Regions from separate parts of the Gasterosteus aculeatus genome. Here region 1 is linked to region 2. A link is a contact called in public Hi-C data. All regions are on one chromosome and are shown on one strand. Each heading gives the region's core, a stretch centred on a gene start, on an enhancer-like site or on the middle of the called end of the contact. The rest is flanking DNA. Distances are from core to core; before and after follow the strand shown.

Region 1 (3,568 bases), core at 810-3,309, 36 kb before region 2:
CGCAGAGTGTGATTATCTGTGGTTGTGTAAAGATAAACTTCTCTGCAGCGGTAGAAGATAGATTATTTACTTTAGGGAGATAAATACCAAATTATTCACAAGTAAAAATCCTGGGGGGGGTTTATTCTAAAATGTATATACTTGGTCTGCAGAAAAATGTTTGCTGTGAGTGATGCATGATTACATATGATTTTTAAGCTCCAACTGACTTTTTGGATTTTTTAAGCTCCTAGATTTTTTAGATTTTAATTCTAAGCAGTTACTAGTACCCACATCATTGTCATTTTGTAGTTGCCTTTGTGTTTTGAGTATAACATTTAAATCTAAAAAGTAGTGATTAGTTCCCTGTGGTTGATTAAAAGTACCATTAATTATCTCTGGAATTGTGGCGTAGGAGGAGAAATAAGACTGAAACGATGAAAACACATTAGAAATGTACTGAAACAGTACAGTACTACATCGCTGCAGAAAGGAGAGTCTAGTTAGGTAGCTCTATGTAAAATGCGTAAAATAAAATAAATGGCAAAATCAATAAACTGAGTTACACTCTTGACAGTGAGTACAAATATTTGCAAACCTTCTTAAAATAGTCCCAAATGTAAATGAACAAATGATGTGTTTCTTATGCAAATTGTAATGCACATGAATCTGGTACACAGAGAGTACTTTATGATTTATTTATTCATGGCGAGAGTTAATAATAGTCGTCGACTTTATTTTTTTCTCCTTTTTTTCAAGGTTTTATTAGATATAATATGTATCCATATAATGAGTAGCGATCCTGTATAATTTTCCCATCCAGTTTAGGCATGTAGCTGAGTGCTGTTATGTCTTTAGGAGGTACATTATTACCTACAAATGATAACCATCAAAGTCGCCCTTTAGGGAAAAAGAACATGCTTCTAATTATATTCACACCAATATTGACCTGAAGGCAACGTTCCTCTCCAACGTATTTAGAGCCATGTAATCTTGCAGTTGCAGACAAAATGTGACTGACCTTAGGTGTTCACACATCAATACTGCCTTCACATCATGCGTCACTCGTTCTGCATCCTGCAGCTGTTGTGGTATATTTTTTAAGCAACGAGCCTCCTCTGCTTTGTTTATCACCTTGCTGTTTACCCTCGCTGTCATTTCATACACAAACCCAATAGTTATAAACCCGTTCCCAATTTTCTGTTACAACATATTCTCCCATAAGTCAACAGTAACAAAATGATGTGCATTGGTAGGTTTGTCTCTCAGAATGAGTTATATGTAATTTTAGAGCTGCGGTGGCCCCGTTGTTCTACTTGTTGTGTGGACCTGACACCTTATTTGTGATTTAATACACCTCATGCAAATCAGTAAACGTGGGCGTCGTAATCCCGCTGATTAATTGACTACATCTTTACCACCTCGCTATATTTCTATTCTCCACAGAATGATCCCGTCTACCAGCAAGAACTTCCTAATCAATGATCTGGCCGCAGGACGAGAGTACGACCTTTGTGTGCTGGCGGTTTACGACGACGGCATCACATCATTAACGGCCACGCGCGTGGTGGGCTGCGTGCAGTTCCACACGGCCAGCGAGGTCAGCCAGTGCCGCTTCATGCACAGCCAGTTTCTGGGAGGCACTATGATCATCATTATTGGTGGTATAATTGTTGCTTCGGTGTTGGTGTTCATTATCATCCTGATGATCCGCTACAAGGCCTACAGCGGCCCAGAGGACGGCAAGACCAAGGTCAGCCTCAGCATGCACTCCCAGACCAACGGCAGCCAGCAGCGGCTCCCGCGCTCCGTCTCCAAGCAACCGTCTGACGATGGCCAGCGCGAAGCTCACGGGCCCAAAGAGTGCATGGCGCTGGTGCTGAGGGTGGACAATGAGAAGAAACAGAATCCGGCTGCCACCACCGCCGTCCTCGAGGTGGAGCTGCCACCCGGAAGTGTAGACAAGATGAAAAGGAGAACCAGCCTGGATGCGCAGCGCTCCGGCCCCCCGTCTGAGGACACACAGACGGACAGTAGCCTGACGGGCTCCACCATGTCCCTGTGTCTCATCGGCCCCAACGCTGGTACCAAGGAGGCTCCCAGGCTCAAGGACAAGAAAGGTACTCTGGCCAACATGGGGTTGCTCCCTAATGAGCTGGCACGAACTAGGCACAGATTCTCTTTTGACGGAGGGGATTACTCCATTTTTCAGAGTCATAGTTACCCACGCAGAGCGAGGACGAGGTGGCACAAGTCCACCAACCAGCTAAACATGGAGTCCTCACCGCTCGCCAACAGAAGAGTTACGTTCAGCAGCACTGAGTGGATGCTCGAAAGCACAGTTTGAGGAACGCGGTGCAGCAGCGGGGAAAAAAAAAGAAAAAACCCGTCTCAGCAGCACAAACGCACACATGTTAAAACACAAATATCTCTACATGCCATGTAAGACACACATTGTTCCTGCACACAACAAATGATGAACATAAGCACACGTACTTACAAATGCAAACTCTGTGTGAGTTGCTGGAGAACATTGCAGTCTCCCTCCGTCCTGCCGCCCCGTCATGCTCCCAGAGAGGTTTGTTGGCCATGTCGTTTCTTCATGCAGCAGTGCCTTACTCTGAAAAATGTACGAATGGAGGATGCTGCTCACTGTAGTCATGATCCGTCCCATCGTCGCCTCACACCCTGATGACGGGAGGCATTCCTTTGGATTTTGATTTTTCTCATTTTTACTGTGACATGCCAATGGGAGTGTTGCATTTGGATGTGACTGTTTAATTGTTTGAAAAAGAAAACTAGAAAAAAAAAATCTTCATCATAACTGTAAAGTGAACAGCCAGGTATCCTGTTATGTCAATCATGTTTTGGGTTCTTTCAACAACAGCAACAAAAAAAAAAACGTTTGCACAGAAGACACGAGTTACAAGGACAAGAAACACCACCAGTCTATACAATAATAATAATTACAAAAAAGAAGAGGATTTTACACAAGCCGATTTCTAATGTTAGCATAGAGAGGGTGGACCGTTGATTCCTCTATGCCGGCCGGACTGTATGATGTTAAATAGGTATTGTTCCAGATGTGGCTGTATATTAATCAGTACTGTATCTGGCTGGCCTAGATAAAAAAGACAACAAACAAAAAAGACATATATAAGTATATTAAAACATTGGTGTATGTGTACTAACTATGTAAGTAAGTAAGTCATATGTCTTATGACTTTTTACAAAGCATTTGGGTGTTGACTGCAAGTTTTTACATTAAAAACCTGTGTCATGACAACGCTCCCTATTTAGTATGTCAACATTTGGACCATTTATCCCCTCACGAAGGGCATTAAATTTTTTGTGTGGGTTGATTGTATCAGTTTGTTCTTTTGCTTGAGGAGCAGCGGTGTGTGTCTGCTGCAGGGAGAGACACACAAATTGAAGGAATAATAACATTTGTTTCCTTAGTAAAATGTATAAGGCAGCAGAGATGGCTTTGGCACCACGAGGGACATGATGACTGAAGGTGATTCTAAATATAAATGCAGCGTGTTAATAACAAGGGTGTACGATCAGCGGCATCCCACCAGGGGGAGAC
Region 2 (4,090 bases), core at 736-3,235:
GAAAGACGTCTCCTTTGTGTCCCCAAGTCCCGCTGGACTTTGGGAGTAGGAAGGCCTCAGTAGTAGTTTCACTACATGTAGATAAAGATGTAATTAAAGTCTTTCAATTATGTGTTTGATTCTATTAAATGTTACCAGATTATCTAAATTAGGAATTAGGGGGGAAGATCCGGTGACTAGAAAAGAAGCTCACTAAAAGAATGACTGGTCTTGTATTTTTGACTGTTCCAGAAAGCTTCTCAAACAGGTAAATGTGCTTCTGAAGACATTTTTATCTTATTTCATTTTTTTGTGTTATCCAGATAAAACAAGCAATGAGGAAAGTTCTTCACAGTAATAGCCCAATAAAAAAAAGCCTTACAAAAGCTGATTTTATATTTTCCCCAAAAGTCCAGTGTCATCAGTGCTCTGCTGTGAGCTGGAAAGGTCAGTGTAACTATAACTAGATCATATAAATAGACTTTTGCACATTTCGTTTCAGCTGTTCACACGTGCTAATATACGGTGCTAATTTACTGATTCTGTCTCAACGATGACTCACCTAGAAACCAGACACCTACAGCTAAGCCTCCCAGTAGTCCGACCGCACACACTGCTGCCAGCAGCTTCACCAGCCTGTGAGCTGAAGCAACAGTTAACTGGAGTCACTGCCTCCGGATCCCAGTTAGGAAAATATTTTAACTGCATCGGTGACTCAAGACTGCCGTCTTACTTGTAGGCCCACCGAGTGGTGCGCCACGGAAGCTTACCGTGACTCGTGCAGTGAATCCCTCGCAGGCGGCCCCAGACTCCCTGCGTAGCTGCAACTCCCGCTGTTTTCTCTGAATGAAAAGGATGGCGATGAGCCGCCGGGTTCTCAATCACTGACAATGGGTCTTCATCAAGACTCTATAAGAAGTACAGTCAGCACGTCAGACCTTATTTGCAGCTTGTTCCTGTTTGTTAAAATCTTGGCGAGTTTGCTTGTCACAACAACTGCCTGCTGACCATCTGCTCCTAAAGAGCAGTGCACCTATCAGGCTCTGACAGATTGAATTAATAATACTGGAATCTTGAATATCAACCATCACTCAGAGCAGAGCAGTAGATGTGCCCAGGTGTGTGTGTGTGTGTGTGTGTGTGTGTGGGTGTGTTTGTTTATACATCTCTTTAGTGTGCAAAGTGTAATCAGCAATTTGAAGTCTGTTTTACAGACTCCTACGACACATTTGGATTTTAAGCTGTGTGTTTGTATTGGGCTTACTCTCCAAAGCTGAAGAAGCTATTTCTTTAAGCGACATATATTATTACAGCCAACGCATGAGAGCTCTTCACAGATTCAGACTAGATATTATACATTTACAGTACAAAATCCATCTGAATGAATGGCTCAGCATCTGCTCTTTTGCGTTGCTATGGCACTTGAGTGTAGCTAAACATGGATTTCTGGATAACTATTTGGCATGAATTGCATAAAGTGCGAGCACTTAAGATATTCTCAACAGCTGCGCGGCGTGGGTCATTTGATGCATATGAACGTCGTTTTAAAATGCGACAGAAACACGTGTGAACCAGTTCTGAAGTGAAAGCTACATGTGAAACTGCAGCCGCTCTTGTGATCCGGGATGGTGCGGGTGAGAATGTGACAGAGGTGTTGTTGTCCGGGTTGCACACGGATGGAGCCGGTTGTGTTGAATATTTTGTCTTTCTTACCATGTTTTCCTTGGGTACAGTCCTGAGGAAAAGGAAGTGGTATCCGTGATCATCTGTGTGCCTCTGCTGGAGGCAGAGAGGTCCGTCCTGCTTGCCGTTGATGCACCATTTGCCATTTAACAGAATGCAACTCTGGATTTTCCCTTCACAAAGAGACAATGAGGTCAGCAGCAGTGCAGAGAATGAGGCTGTTGTTTGTCCGGGGGGGTCATGGGGCCCGTCGAAGCAAGCTGAACCGGGTCTTTGTAGGGGGGGAGCATCTCCAGAGATACCTCCAAGCTGACTATTGACAGAACACCAGGTGTTGCTAGGTAACACTTTTTACCTGTGCCAAAAGATGTTATTGCCTGACAGTTGGTGGACTCAGAGAAAAGGTCATTATTGCAGATTGTTGAAAAGCCTCATATCATGTCAATCCCCGTCATTTGGAATCCAAAACGATCGTCCCTCAACACTCAAAAACAAAATGAAGTCATAAAGTCTGCCTGATGACAGATGAGGCTTTCTCCTCGCATGTCTGTTTCTATCAATATTAATGTTTTAGGTATAGCAGTAAAGGTAGCTGAAGGAGCTTTAAAATTGACCAATTAACTCTAAGAATAATGAGAATAATTATCAACTCAGATGTGCTGTTTGAAAATAGTGATGAAGTTGTTAGACATATAAATGACCTCTCAGAGAAAACATTTTTTTGTTGAAAATAAATTATTCATACGATCCTTAACAGTAAATAAATACATAATACAAATTTGTAAATTAATCTCCTGCATGCGAGGGATTAGTCAGTCCCTCATACTTGAGTCCAGGTGAACGGAACAGATGCCAGATAGAAAATTCCTCCTTGTCCAAATGTCGAATCCGAATCCAACAAATGGTTCAGATCTATTTGTCTCATCTAACAGGAGCCATATCGAATTATTTGGCTGTCAAGCACAGAAAAATTAGCACTCAAATTACAAATGATGGAGCAACAGCCAAAATTCATATCACCAGGGTTGTGAGGTTAATAATGTTGGATAATATTAGCATTGGGCTTAATTGTTTCTTGTAAGAGGCAAACAAAGAGAAAAGGGAACATAGACGCTGTTAATTCATTTTCAAAGGGATTTGATGTCTCCCTCTTCTGGCGAAATTAGTTTTCTCTGACAGCCAGTTAACAGTGATTTAAAGAGCTGCCATTCAGTTTGTTAGAAAATATCTGGCCGTGTATGAATCCATTACCATCCGGGGATAATCATGTATCTGATCAGTTCTTCCACTGTGATTATTTGTTACTCATGGGTTCTTGTTTTGTGGCCTAATACAAAGTAAGGAATATAAAAAATTGCCTCAGCCAAATACTTTTAATAATAGCAATTTGGATTCTCTTTAAATGGTATGAATATTGCGTGTTCCTTCTTTTTTGTGCTTCTTGATCCTATTTGCTGGTGAATAGTACTCGAAGGGTTCAAACATACTTCACTTCACAACAATTTAGGCCCTTTTCTTCATTATCTTAATGATGTAATTGACTGGAGAAGTAACTAGACACTGACACAAAATATATACCATATGCCATTATTTGACGTTAACCAACTGATTGCAACACACTTTTCAATAACAGCAACAGTATACCAGCACGGTGTGCCAGAGTGGCAGAGGCCCAGTGTGGACGTCACGTATTCGTGTAACACAGCCCCCCGTGGAGAGGCTGGCTGCAGCCCAGGTTGGATTTGGATTTCTCTCTGCTCAGAGGGTGAATCACTCTCCCTCTTACGTGCAGTAGGATTATATCAGCTTCGCTCTTATCTCAGCCAGTCGTGTATTTGCCTCTAAGTGTCCGAACCTTCAAAATCAGATCAGCGAACTTGATTGGATATCCCGCATTCAGCTTTAAGCGAGCTGAAAAGAGGGACGTGCTTAATGCCAAAGTCCCGCCCACTAAAGGATTCACGACTGACTCGTTGATGTCTGAGCTATCAGGAAAGTTGGGCTTTTGATGCTGTTGGCCATGAACTCTCAGCAGAGGCTGCCATTAAGGGTTGGAATACCCTCTGTTAATAACGTTAACATCGAAGTTGAAAGAAAATGCTGAAATGTATCATTGTATGATTGCTTGACAGGTCTTTTTTGTTACACAGGCCCATAGAGAACGTGCAGTGTAGCATTTCCTTTAAACCTGCCTTCCTTTTCCTGCGTTCCAGCCCTTAGTCCGGTCTCCTCAGACTCTACAATCAGATTAAAAAGGGATCCAGCTGGATTCAGATACTAGTGCATTTTAAAACCTTTTTGGACCCAATGATTCAAATAACATGTGTTTATTCCAGGAAGTTATTTCCACTTAAAAGAAGTTGGTCCATGAGTTACACACATGTCTTTCCCAAAGTCAGTCTATGGGGGAGAAAAAGTATTTTTGGTC

Evidence for each region. Hi-C and Micro-C count contacts between places; a contact is called where the count stands out from the background.
Region 1: a Hi-C map of whole body shows a contact between it and region 2, with 5 times the contacts expected there. The contact joins the enhancer-like site here to the promoter of tmprss5 in region 2. A contact is called at or near these places in 3 of 6 Hi-C or Micro-C datasets (skeletal muscle and whole body).

What each region holds. Positions count from the first base shown.
Region 1 is chr1:12,360,717-12,364,284 of fGasAcu3.hap1.1, reverse strand. lrfn1 (leucine rich repeat and fibronectin type III domain containing 1) reads left to right here. Exons shown (of 5, transcript XM_040181440.2): 5 at 1,426-3,262. The coding sequence ends at 2,326. Among protein-coding and RNA genes, the nearest start is that of nkapd1, 9.0 kb to the right of the region's middle. Within about 2 kb of position 2,059, at least 2 of the 9 cell types and tissues checked have open chromatin away from gene starts, as enhancers often do.
Region 2 is chr1:12,323,892-12,327,981 of fGasAcu3.hap1.1, reverse strand. It overlaps tmprss5 (transmembrane serine protease 5), which reads right to left and starts at 1,985. Exons shown (of 13, transcript XM_040193381.2): 1 at 1,693-1,985; 2 at 750-888; 3 at 542-622; 4 at 1-71. The coding sequence starts at 1,695.